Linked DNA regions of Mus musculus: region 1 is linked to region 2. A link is a contact called in public Hi-C data. All regions are on one chromosome and are shown on one strand. The core of a region is the stretch at or near the end of the contact, and the rest is flanking DNA. Distances in the headings are between cores, read along the strand shown.

What was found. Hi-C and Micro-C count contacts between places; a contact is called where the count stands out from the background.
Region 1: a Hi-C map of cerebral cortex shows a contact between it and region 2, with 2.4 times the contacts expected there. The contact joins the enhancer-like site here to the promoter of Ncoa5 in region 2. A contact is called at or near these places in 7 of 484 Hi-C or Micro-C datasets (B cells, the N1E-115 cell line, cerebellar granule neurons and 4 more), 5 of 115 datasets of contacts at active chromatin or transcription factors (bone marrow-derived dendritic cells, embryonic forebrain, embryonic stem cells and 1 more) and 3 of 9 other capture datasets (adipose tissue, embryonic stem cells and pancreatic islet).

What each region holds. Positions count from the first base shown.
Region 1 is chr2:165,072,759-165,079,003 of GRCm38.p6, forward strand. It overlaps 1700025C18Rik (RIKEN cDNA 1700025C18 gene), which reads right to left. Exons shown (of 3, transcript NR_033448.1): 3 at 5,935-6,245. Among named protein-coding and RNA genes, the nearest start is that of 1700025C18Rik, 15 kb to the right of the region's middle. Within about 2 kb of position 1,888, at least 22 of the 459 cell types and tissues checked have an H3K27ac peak or open chromatin away from gene starts, as enhancers often do. A contact at or near this core is called in the N1E-115 cell line, cerebellar granule neurons, cerebral cortex and 2 more, where this site is marked.
Region 2 is chr2:165,032,028-165,038,322 of GRCm38.p6, forward strand. It overlaps Ncoa5 (nuclear receptor coactivator 5), which reads right to left and starts at 2,752. Exons shown (of 8, transcript NM_144892.1): 1 at 2,656-2,752.

The sequences.
Region 1 (6,245 bases), core at 638-3,137, 40 kb after region 2:
GCGAAGGCTCTGGGTTTAGTTTCCAGCCCTCACACAGGGCATATGTGTATCATGTGTGCACTGTCCACACAGGTGGAACACTTGTACACATAATATAAACGAACTATCTTTTTTAAAAAAAGAATGGTGTGGTCTGAAGTGGGTGGGTGGGAGTGTTGTGTTTCCAATAATGCTTCATTATTTTTCCAAGAGAACAGAAGATTCATATAATGATTATGTAATTTTAAAAAACCATCAAACATGTACAAAGGAGATGAAGGGTGGACATGCTGGGTTTGCTGTTAGGTTGAAAGAATTAGGATCTTTTCTGAGCTTAAGTAAGAGTGTCCCCAGACTGCTGTGTCTCCAGGGAGTTTTGCCTGTGTGCTCACAACCAGCAGCAAGCTTGCAAGGCTTCAGGTACACAGAAGCAGCCTTGCAGGGCAGGCAGGGTCGGTGTGCCTCGCTGTTTTGCAGGGGTGCAAATGGGTAAAAAGAGGTGGAGTGACTTGCCATCGGTGACACAGGGCTGTGCAGTGGCCCATGAACTCTCATCTCCAAGCTGCTCCAAGATCTGGCTCTCTGCTTTCCAGAACCTAGGCATGGTGGGCGACAGCTTTCAGGGAGATCCTGGGTCCCTCTCCTGCCCCACGACAACATCTCGGGATAAAAATAGACCATCCTGTTCTCTTTTCCTGCTGTGCCAACTGTAGGGGAGCCTAGCCAGGAGGAGCGGCAGATGGAGTGGGAGCAGAGGGGAGGGAAGGAAGGCCGGGGGACAAGGAGGGGAAGGAGGAGACGTGCCTGAAAGAGGGTTCCCGCAAGACTCCTACTGAGGTTTAACCCGTGGGTCTCAGGATGTTTGGATCCCACTGCTTAGAGGGTGGAGCTGGCAGTGGCTGGTCCTGATGGAAGCCGGGGATGCTGAGGGACGAGGGTGCAGCTGAAAGCCAAGAGAAGGACACCTGGCTTTGGCAGTCTTCCCAGAAGAGCTTCCAGGGCCATTTGGTGGCACCAGGTGGAAGCTTCAGTTTAGAAAGCAGAGGGAAGTATGACAGAGGGGGAGGAGAACTTTAGGGTCTAATACTCATCCCCTGCCTAGAGCCCAAATGTTGGTGGCGCTAACTTCCATGGCAGGGTGTGTGTGTGTGTGTGTGTGTGTGTGTGTGTGTGTGTGCGCGCGCGCGCGCGCGCGTGCGCGTACACATGCATGTGTGTTGGATAGAGGCAAAAGACTCATCTCCCACCTGTTACCTGAGTGATCTTGGGCCAGTCACTGCCACCTTTGCCTCTGTTAGAGGGCAGCTGTCACACCCTCGCGGCAGGTGCTGGTGGCGGTGGTGGCTTCCAGACTCTCCTCCAGGTTACAGGTTCTTGGATTTGAAGGAACAAAGTGACCAACTGTGAGGGTTGCCGAGAGACAGATTGCTGGGCCGCACCTCCCATGTTTCTGGCTCAGATCTGGGACCAGGACCAAGAATTTGCATTTCCAGCAAGTTCCCCAGGTGGTCCTGATACTGCAGGATCAGAGAACACACTCTGAGTACAGTTGCCCTTGGCTCACATTGCTGTGTAAGCAGTGGGTTTCCTGTTGGCTTTGGGATTAATGGTTGGGGCTTCCCCCATCCTGGATACTTTTGTGGCTGTGGTGGCTGCAGGCCAGGCTGGGAACAGCTAGGAGAGTGAGTGCCCAGGAGCACACACTATCAGTCCAGCTAATTGAGATAGTGTCTTATGCACGCCAGGCTGGCCTGAAACTCACCACACGGCAGAGGAGGGCAAGCTGACCCTCCAGTGCTGGGGTTATCAGCATGAGCCACCAGAAACAGTTCAGTGCAGTTCAAGGGACTAAACCTGAGGCTTTATGCATGTCAGGCAAACACTATGTCAGCTGAGCTGCCTCCTATCCCTGAGGGGTGACCACACCCCGTTTCCCTAGAGTGATGTAACCTCACACGCCCACAGCCTGCGCATGGTCCTGCTGCTTTTTGTCTGTCACTTTCTCGGTTCAACGTGTTCCCTGGCTCAACTCCCTGACTCACTGTCTGCTTCCATTCATGTCTCTGGTCGGCTTCTGGAAGTTTCTTCCGAAAGTCTGCAGAGCCAAGCATAGCAAAGTAACTTTTGTATCTTTTAGCATCCCTCCCAGAGGGAAGAGGTGGGCATGCTCTGGTTCTACAGCAGCTTAACATGAGCTGTCTGTGATGCCGGGAGTTCCCTACAGTATGGGCTTCTGCCACACATCCCTGATGAATGAATGACTGGTTTTCTAAGGATCCTTCCTGTCCAGCCTGAATGTTAAAGGGAGGACCAGCAGGTGTTGGGGTGGCAGAGATGGAGGGGTGCCTGTGATGCTGATAGTGGCCAGCAGGTGGCAGCAAGGTAACACTCTAAAGTCCTTGCTGGCTGCTTGACAGTCCTAGGTGATGATAGCTCTGCTTTGAGCTGGCTCTGCACAGGGCCCATGCTTTGGAAATGAGGCCTGTCCTCCTGCCTTCCTCACTCCTCAGTTCTGATTAGAACTTAACAGGCAGTCTCAGTCTGAACACTCATCTGAGGTGTGGGATCGTACTGCACCCATTTCACAGATGGGGCTTAGAGGCCAAACAACTTGTTCGGATTAGAGCTGAGATCTAGATCTAAGTTCGTTCCCATCAAGACTGGGACAAACGGGGGTCTGAGCTGGGCAACTAAGCGGTCGAGGATGTAGGTCTGGAGACTAGAAAAGATGAGGCCACCTGGGCCAAGATCCCTTCCCTGGGGCAAAGTCTATTGGCTCTTAAAGGTGCTTCTCAGGGGGGAATGAGAGGGTTCTGCGTTGTTTCCCAACACGCAAATGCAGCTAATTTTATAGTTTGAAGGTCTTGTTAATATGGAGGGTTTAGGATGGAAAGACAGGGAATCTCAATGTATTCAATCCTTTGCTTGGCGCGCGCACACACACACACACACACACACACACTATATATATATATATATATATATAGTCCTGACAGGAACATGAGCAGGTCAGGTAGCGTGTTCTAAGCACACCGTCTTCATCCTCTGCCATTCAGGAGGTTGGATGAAGCCCTAGGGGCTTTGGCTGAAGTTGTTACACAATGACCTGGGCCCAAGGCACTGCAACCCAAGACTTGGACACTGCTTTTGGGCAGCCCTACTAGGTACAACGTAGCCTGAGGTGGCCCTTCTCCAGGTGTGCGCACACAGATGCCCTCTCGCAGACTCAGGCTTGCAGTAGGTTCCTTGGGCAGCAGAAGTTATTAAAGGCTGTGCCCCGGAGGAGGATTGCTCTCCCCTGGAGTCAGCCGGGCATAGAAAATTACAAACCCACCCGCCGGGGTGGGGAGATGCAGTTTTAATTTAAAAAGGGGGTGGGGAATCGTGCTGCAGTTTGGGGTGGGGAGGTCCTTCCTGAAGGAGGCTTTTCTGAAACTAGTCGTGTGGTAAAATAAGAATTCTAGAAAGATCACCTGCTGGCAACCCAGCAGGTGTTGCCCCAGGGGCAGTGGGCTGGGTCTGTGCTTCCTCTTCAGCACCAGGCCTTCTGTCTCTTGCCCTGCGGATGTGTCGATCTGGGTCTGTCCGTCTGTCCAGCTAGCCCCTGCCTCCTCCTCACACCAGGCCTCCCTCCCACTTCCTTCAGGGACTGTCTGGCCCTCAATCCATCCTTCCCACTTCCTGCCCACCTCCTTCATCTCCAGCCCCTTCACCACACCCGGGTTCTCTCTCAAACAAGTGTTATTGTTTTGGCTAATTATAAAAGCCATACTCCAGAATCACACCCCCATCGGAGCGATGCACAGGGCCAGGAAAACAAGGCCACCTGTGCGCCTCCCACCATCCTGCCAATCATAAGGTACGGTCCTTTCAGAATTGCTTTCTGTGTGCCACAAATAGTTTTTAAACTTGAGATATTATTACATGCACTGTTTTGTAAGCAGCTTTCTTTGCTTAGCGGGATACACCAGATGTCTCTCCGTGCCAATAAATATATAGAGCCACAACATGGTTTTAATCGCTCCAGATTCCATTTGTATGGCAGGCTCCTGACTAGTTAGGGAGCCCTGATATTGCTGGACTAGAAGCATACTCTCTTCTGGTCTTCCTCTGGATCTTCCTGAGGCTCTCTCTCTCTCTCTCTCTCTCTCTCTCCATCATCCATTTTCTTTCCATCCACTCCCTCTACTACTTTCCTGCCTCCATCCTTGACTTCTCTGGCCCCGGTTGTTCTCTTTGAGCTCTCTGCACCCCGCCGAGGGCTGAGGGGGTCGTCTGTGTTTAACACCCGCTCCCCTGTGTCAGACGTGTGCGCGTCTCATTAGCTAGCCTGTCCCCCCAAGTGAGGCAGGCAGGAGCCACTGTAGCAGCAAGAGGCCTAATTGAATGTAACTAATTATTCACTCCCTTAAATGGGCCTGGGAGGGACGGAATTACTCACTCCGAACTGGGGAGACAGGGAACTGGCCGGCTGGCAAACAAATCCTGGGGCCTGCAGAGAGGCCTCTCCTCGGAATACTAATTAGGGCAGGAGTGATGAAGGCAGGCAGGAAGGCAGAGACGCCTCTTCTGGGTTCTGCCTTGAGTAGGATTTCAGGGGTCTGGAGGGGAAGGGATGCCGGTATGGAGGATCGCAGGACAGCGTTACTGTGTGAGTGGATGGAGCCTGGGCTGGGCGTGGGCTAAGTGTGTGGAACTGAGGGGGAGTGAGTGGGGCAGAGGTGCTGTTGGTACCAGGAGAGCCAGTTGACTAGGAAGATGCCTCTCTGGTCCCCATGGCTGCCAAGTGCAGGCTCTGTACTCAAGGCCAGAAGTCTGCAATACTGGAGAGCTCTAATATCTGGAGGACGCGGTCATCCCACTAGGGTCAAGCTGGGGGCTCAGTTCTGGGTAGCTGCAGCTTGGCCCTAGAATTGTCCTGGGTGAAGACTTGACCACCCCGTTGGGATCTCTGCTCTGACACATGGGCCCGTGGGGTCCAAGCTCTCAGCTAACACACACCCAATAACCTCCACTCTGCTCTGACTTGGGACTGTAAAGAGCAACCTCACAGGGAGTCGGGGAGGTGGGACCTCAAACCTGAGGGGCTCTGGGCTACATTCCTTTGAGCTGCGCTTGGAGGGCACCAGGGACTGCCCAGATATGGAAAAGAGATGAATCAGGCTTGGGGAGGGGGTTACAGACTAGAGAGGGGGTAAGGGGGTTTTGTGTGTGATTGGTTCAGTAACTGTGACTCCAGAGGCCAGTTTGCCCCAGAAGCATCTTCTACATTACCTCAATCAGTCTTATCAGCCATCCTTTGACTATGTGTGGTTATCCTGGGAGAGTCAGGTCAGTTCAGAGAGGTTGAGCAAGTGACCCCAGGTCCCGCAGAAGTGGGTGTGTACCATTTCAAGATTTAGCAGAGACCCAATCTCTCTATTCTTCTGATGCTGCTACACTTCTGGGATTGAGCCTGTCATCGCTTCTCCAGCAGGTGTTAATGTGAGTGGGCTGGCATTCTGTGTGTGCGTAGTGGTTAGATGGCCGCCTGTGTGTCTGCCTGTGGGTTTGTGTGCGTACGTATGTTTCCTCCTGAAACGAGCTGGCTGTCCACAAATCCCCTATTCTAGTGCAGCAGGATGCCTCCCACTGACTGTCTAGAGGAGAATCGAAGAGCTGCCCTGTCCAGTGCCCATTCAGTCCATGGCTCCCTCTCCTGTGTCTGGGGGCTGAGGAGGGGCAGGAAGGTGTGCCCTGCCAGCCAAGTGACAAGAAGCCCAGGTTAGTTAGTAACAGAGGTGACCACCACCACTGGGCTTTAGGGCAGGGGGGTCCTCCTCTCGTCTCAGCATTCCAGCTGCTCCTGCCCCCAGTGCGAGTGGCAGGGAGAGAGGGAGATGGACTGTTGCCTCATCACCCCTCCCCCGTCGAGTAGGGCGTCATGTGAGCTTCACAGAGGGACAGCAGATTTATGAGCCTGATGTTGATTCTGTCACCTTGCTGGCCAATCCATCTTTCTGGAGCCAGGGATAAAATGAAATTATCGTGAAATAAATCCATGCAGATGGTGGAGGGACAGGCAGGCGGGCCAGCAGGGGGCGGGCAGCGGAGGAAGCTGGGATCTAGGTGGAAGGCACCCCTGCCACTCCACTGAGTTCAGAGAAGGAACTTGGCTGTAACCCTCCCTCGGAGGTCAGGGTTTGGGACAGATCTGTGCCTTGGTCTTCAACTTTCTCTGGAGCCGCTGGAGTTAATAGGGCTGTCATCTCAAGGGTTCGAAATAA
Region 2 (6,295 bases), core at 1,502-4,001:
GAATAGTCTAGCCAACAGTATATGCTGTTCATAGAACAAATCTTTTAACACACACACACACACAAAACATTTGTTAAAAATACTTTTAAAGAGAGCTTTAAAAGTATTAGCCTCAAAGACTAATCATTCATAAAACACAGGAAGCAATAGAGTAGAAAGAATTCTTCTTTGGGGGAACATTGAACTGGAAGAGTTCATGGGAAGACAAAGGGAAAGTCATAATGAGATTGCTGTCATCTCTGCGACATACTTGCATGAGGTTAGCATACAAAGAAGCCTCAGAACTCCTGTACTGTGGATACTATACAACATAGCTACTTTTTCTTTTGAAATCTTTCATCTCCAACAATATCTTGAACGTGTTCTTGGGCAAGAAATTTTCAATTTTACTGAGCTCTCATTTCTGTATATGCACAAAACTTTGTAACACATATAACACCACCAATGCACCCATCTTACAAACCAACTTAGAGAACAAAAGAGTAGTATTTACCATGTGCACTGCTAGCTGAGGATTCCCTTTGCAACTAAGCACCAATGGTGAGTTTAGAAACAGAGACAACATTTGTCACGTGGGGAGTCAAAACCTGAAGAAAACTGAAGGGCACATTCCAAAGGTTTCCTTTTTGTAAAAGGTTTTCCATTCTTAAATGCACAGGTGAATTCAGTTCTCACAGTGCAGGAAGCTTTTAAAGGCACTGCCATCTGCAGGCCGCAGGCATGGAATGCCTGGAATAGTTATTTACAATAAAGTTTCAGAGCAAAGCATTGTTTATTTAGCTTGGGGCACTGGTAGATGAGGCTCCACTTGCTGATGTTCGGAAATGGGACTTCCAAGTCAAATCAAATTTCCCTTGCTTCTTTGTACATTATTGCTCCTGAGAAGTTTGGGACCAATGGATGATCTTATGTTTAGTTCTATTCTGTGCTCAACCTGAGGTCAGCCCCCCAAAATACAGACTTCTTGTCATACAGCCCTTGGTGCTGGGGTATCTGGAATGGTCCAAGTTGGCTTTTCTGAATTTCCTTTCAGAAAATAAAGTAAATCTGCTCTCACACTTTTTAAAAACTGAATTTATGATCAGATAGCTAATGGGACATGAAACTGCTGATATCTAGAAAAATACCTTCCATTTAGTCTTGCAATGTGGTTGTTTTGCTAGCACATTATACAAGGAGAAGCAGTCTCCTATGTTTCGGTAGAGACTAATGCATGTCTAGGGGCTCAAAAAATATATGAAAGAGGAAAGACGAGCTAAATGGAAGAGACAAACCAAAAGGAAGGCAGGCATGCACGCTAACCATCAGTCAAGTGGTCTCCAATCCCCACAAGGCAAAACTAGAGCCTTGTTCCAAAATGTTGATACAAAGTTGCTTTTTCACACTCAGACAGATACAAGTTTAAGTGTTCTGTGGTCAAAAGCCACATCAGGGTTTGCAGAAGCATCCTTTCATGAACTTTCAAGGTGGCTACCACACCACAATACTGTAAGAAAGCGAGGAAACACACCCAGTACATCTGAGGGATGGTTCTTGCAGCTCCTGAGATTAGCGCTTCTAAAGGACAACCTTTTACAATGAGAAAGCTCAGAATATTTATCATCACCCTGAAGATCCCGGGACACCCCGGGACATTGCAATGGGAGCTGGAATGCCGCAGGGGGAAAAATTCCATATACAGTGAAAGACATAACATGACAATTAACCCCGTACTCCAAGGGCAGCGGTTCCCAAAGCCTGGAGCGCACAACTTCAGGAGGAACAAGGACACAAGTGTTTATTTTAATAGACAGGTATTTATTTTTTTTATGAGCGTTAGAGAAATAACTGGCTTTCCATTATACCGTTTGGGGTTCAAAATTTCCGCCTTAAACAAATGCATTTAAGGAGGGAGGGTCAGAGTCAGTTTAAAGAAAAACATTTAACATTTGGTATCTAGTACAGATGTAGGCGGACTTGTAAAGGTGCAGCGCGAGGGACGGAAGCTGGGGAGACGTGGTCCTAAGCAAAGCCCCTGACCCGCTACCGGGGTGCGGGAAGGGCCCTGGGAAGCCAGTAGGTTCCGGCGCCGTGTCCGTACGAACCTCCGGCACAATTTCTCTCGCCCGGTTCTCCGGGCCTAGGGTCCACGTCCATAGAATGGGCGAGCTGTCACACAAGTTGACATCTCGAGAATACGCCCAGGGCGACAGCGCTCCCTAGGCTGCTTGGCGCCTGGACACCGCCGCCGAGACCGGTATCCTGGACCCGGGTTCGAAGCCCTCCAGTGCCACTGACTCACAAGAGCTCCCCTCGCCCACCAAAGCCCCGGGCGAGCGACTTCACAGACTCTCGAGTGCAGGGCGTGCTCGATCCTACAAAGAAGCCTCAGCAGCTTGCGACCGAAACGGGCCGCGGTGCCCACCTCAGCGCACGGTCAGTCGCTCGCTCGCCTACTTGGGTCCGCCAGACTCGGGTCTGGGCCGGACCGGACCGGACCGGACCGGAGCCGGAGGCAGCCGCGCCCCGCTCCGGGGCATGCGCAGCCTCGCGCGTGCCCGGAGAGCAGGCCGCGCGTCGAACGGGCCCTCCCGCCTCAGCGTCCCCGTCGCCCCCCCAACCGCCTGCCCATCAGTACTACGCCTCGGCGGACGGCCACCGCTCCCCGGCACTCACCGCTACCGGCGTGGCCGCCTCCCCGCCGCTCCTCCGCCTCAGGCCCGCCGCTGCCGCCTCGGCCTCTGCCCACCTGCCCGCCGTAGGACAAAGGCGCCACCAACCGACTAGCGCGGGCACGAGGCAATGGCGGCCGGGGCGGAGTGTGGAGGTAGGGGCAGAGGGCGCGCACGCAGCGGCGGCCGCGGCAGTGTCGTAAAGAGCCTGCGGGTTTACGGCAGGGCTGAGCTGAGGCGTCCATCTCCTTGGCGACGGGGGCGAGGCGGTGGTTCTGGGGCGGCGGTTGAGAACGCCAGCGGTTGCCTAGTAACGGGGTCTCAGTGGAGGACCCGCTCCACGCCTGCGCCCCGCGCAGGACTGCTGTCTGGCTTTTCCCTTTTCCAGATCCCCTTTCCTCATCCATAACTGTGTAACAAGAACAAGTCCCCCAGTACTTTCATCCCTGTAAAACTTAAAGCCCCGAAAGGCCAAGCATTTGTAGATGGAAAATGTGCAGTGCCCAAACCTGATCACAAGGAACAAAGAGAGCAGAGAGGTGAAGAAAAAGCTGGGTTTAAATTTGCATTTAAATACATTGTGGATCCTATTAGTTGCCTAGCTGTCTCTAGGAGCCAAGAGGCTCCTGGAGATATATTACGGTTTTTTTCTTGAGATATTTCTTTGAGAAATATTCAAGGTCAAAAATTGACTTCAACGTTACTGTCGACCACGAAGCATGTAAAAAAGGTGTGGGTCCCCCCTCCCCCCTTTTAATCTAGAGTTTGTCACAGGGACTGGAATTTACAGTTGTAAATGCTCTCCATGAATCAAAGCTCCGGCTACATGAATCGCCTCGTGCCTCAAATGCCGTAGGGCCTCGTCTTCCTCCTGAACAATACAGGCCAACTAAACTGGTGACTGTGGGATTTGAACACTGTGAGAAGCCCAGTTTCTTTAAACATCGGATCCTATATTCATTCTGCTAGTTGACTCACTGTTTCTTGTACATTTGCTACAAAGACCTCAAAGCGTGGCTGGTAAGGTGATTCTGGGGACAAAAGTGTGTGCTGCCTAGTCTGATGACCTGAGTTCAACCCCATGTACACACACACACACACACACACAGACACAGACACACACACACACACACACACACGCACGCATTAAAACACAAAAGCCATCTGGTATGTCACTGTATATATATATATATATTTGTTTGTATTTCGAGACAGGGTTTCTCTGTGTAGCCTTGGGAACTCACTCTGTAGACCAGGCTGGCCTCGAACTCAGAAATTCGCCTGCCTCTGCCTCCCAAGTGCTGGGATTAAAGGCGTGTGCCACGACGCCCGGTATCACTATACATATTTAATAACAACACTCGGGAGACAGAAGCAGGCAGACAGACCACTGTGCAGTCAAGGCCAGCCTATAAATAAGGAATTGCAGGCCAGCAAGGGAGACCCTGCCTCAAAACTTTTTAATTATAAAATAATTGCTTAAAAGACACTGTGACTTGATATGTATCTACGTGCTAGGCACCATCTTAGCACATCTTAGCACCTTCTGTCCTCTTGGAGAGTAGAGGCTAGCAGAAAGATAGAGCTCAAACTAAGAAGAAATTGCACTAGAGTGTGTAGCTGCACACTGAGATGCGTGCTGGTGGGAAGAAGTCATTCTTGGGCTGTAACTAGAAACTAACTTTACACACAGGCGAAACGGTTGTAAAAAATGATTATAAGAATGTATGAGATTGCCGGGCAGTGGTGGCGCACGCCTTTAATCCCAGCACTCAGGAGGCAGAGGCAGGTGGATTTCTGAGTTCGAAGCCAGCCTGGTCGACAGAGTGAGTTCCAGGACAGCCAGAGCTACACAGAGAAACCCCATCTCGGAAAAAAAAAAAAATCCACAGACACTTACCCTTTTTTCTGTAAAATAGGTCCTAAGGTATGGGCTGCAGAGATGGCCCAGCAGTTAGGAGCAGTTGCTGTTCCTGCAGAGAACCTAGGCTGTTAGCTCACAACTGTCTTTAACTTCAGTTTCAGACTATCCTTTGCAGGCTTCTTGCCTATGCAAACATTGCCTATGAACGTGGTACACTGACATAATATTTAGGCAATATTCTCATACACAGAAAATAAAAATAAATACTTAAAATACATTCTCAATTTAAAAAATTAGGAATCATGTCAACTAGTTTATTGTCTCCATTATGGTTTCTGTTGCTGTGAACAGACATCATGACCACAGCAATTCTTACTAAAAAACATTTCATTGGGGCTGGCTTACATTTCAGAGGTTTGGTCCATTCTCATCATGGCAGGAAGCATGACAGCACATAGGCAGACATAGTGCTGAAGGGGTCGCTGAGAGTTCTAATGTGGATTGGGTAGGCAAGCAGGAGGAGAAAGGGACACACCTCCTAACAGTGCCACTTTGTATGAACCCAAGGGGGCCGTTTTCTTTCAAGCCACCACAGTTGTTAAATGAAGGTATGGACTGGAGCGTGGGGCAGTTGGCAGAATGCTTGCTTACCGTGCAGGAAGTGTGGCAATGCGTCTCTAGTACTGCAGAAACTGGTGTGGTCTTGCAAGCCTATACTCCTGGCTCTCAGGAGGTGAAAGGAGATCACAAGTTCATGGTCCACTACACAAAGAGTTGGAGGCCAGCCTGGGCAACGTAAGCTAAAGGCAAAACACTGTTGATTTTAGAGATGGTATCTTGTCACACCCCTAGGCCAGTGTGGCTTTGAACCACTGTGGTAGGCAGAATAATGACTGCTAAAGATGCCTGTGTCCTCATTTCTGGAACCGGTGAATCTGTCTCCATGGTAATAAGAATAATGCCCTTGGTTTTGATGTAGGAGCTATCCCTAGGTTGTCTAGGTAGGCCCATATAGTTGCACGGGTTTTTCTAAAGGGAAGTGAGAATCTCAGAGTCACAGAAGGAGACATGCTACAGAGGCAGAGGAGAGACAGGGAGAGGGCAGAAGAGAGAGATGGAAGGAGATGGGGAGGGGCTAAAGGGAAGGGTGATAGCTTAGATATGAAGCGTCCCTCACTTGATCTCCAGATGGAGGTGCTGTATGGGGAAGCTGTGGAAAGTTCGGGGAGTAAGGGGCTATCTGAAGGTGAGGATTGATCCCTGGTGCCTTCAAGTTCTGATGCACCAAAATTTGAGAAGCAGAAACCTCACGCTCCTACTGCCGTGCATTCTCTGCTGTGATGGGCTGGGAAGCCCTGTAACTGTGAGCGTAATAAATCCTTCCTCCAGCAGGTGCTTTCCTCGGGCATCTGCTGGGGGTCGGAGGAGAAGGAGGGGAGTTGATCCTGGAAAGCAAGCAGCTTCTAGAAGGCACAAGAGATGGGGAGGTAAATGTTGCCGGCAAACCCTACGGGAAGAAACGCAGCCCTTGTAATTTTTTTTTTTTTAACTTTAGACTTTATCGTCTGTAGAAAACATGATTTTTTCTGTAAGCCTTAACATGACTTACTTCTTGCCCTTTAATAATTAAACTTTTAATTAAGATTGATTTTGACAAGCCACAGGTCAGTCTAATTAGATTCCTTCTTTCCTTAAGCTATTTAACACCAAATAACACTTCAGATAATTTTTGTGCATTTTTTTGGGGGGGGGGGAGGGGAGAGTTTGAGACAGGGTTTCT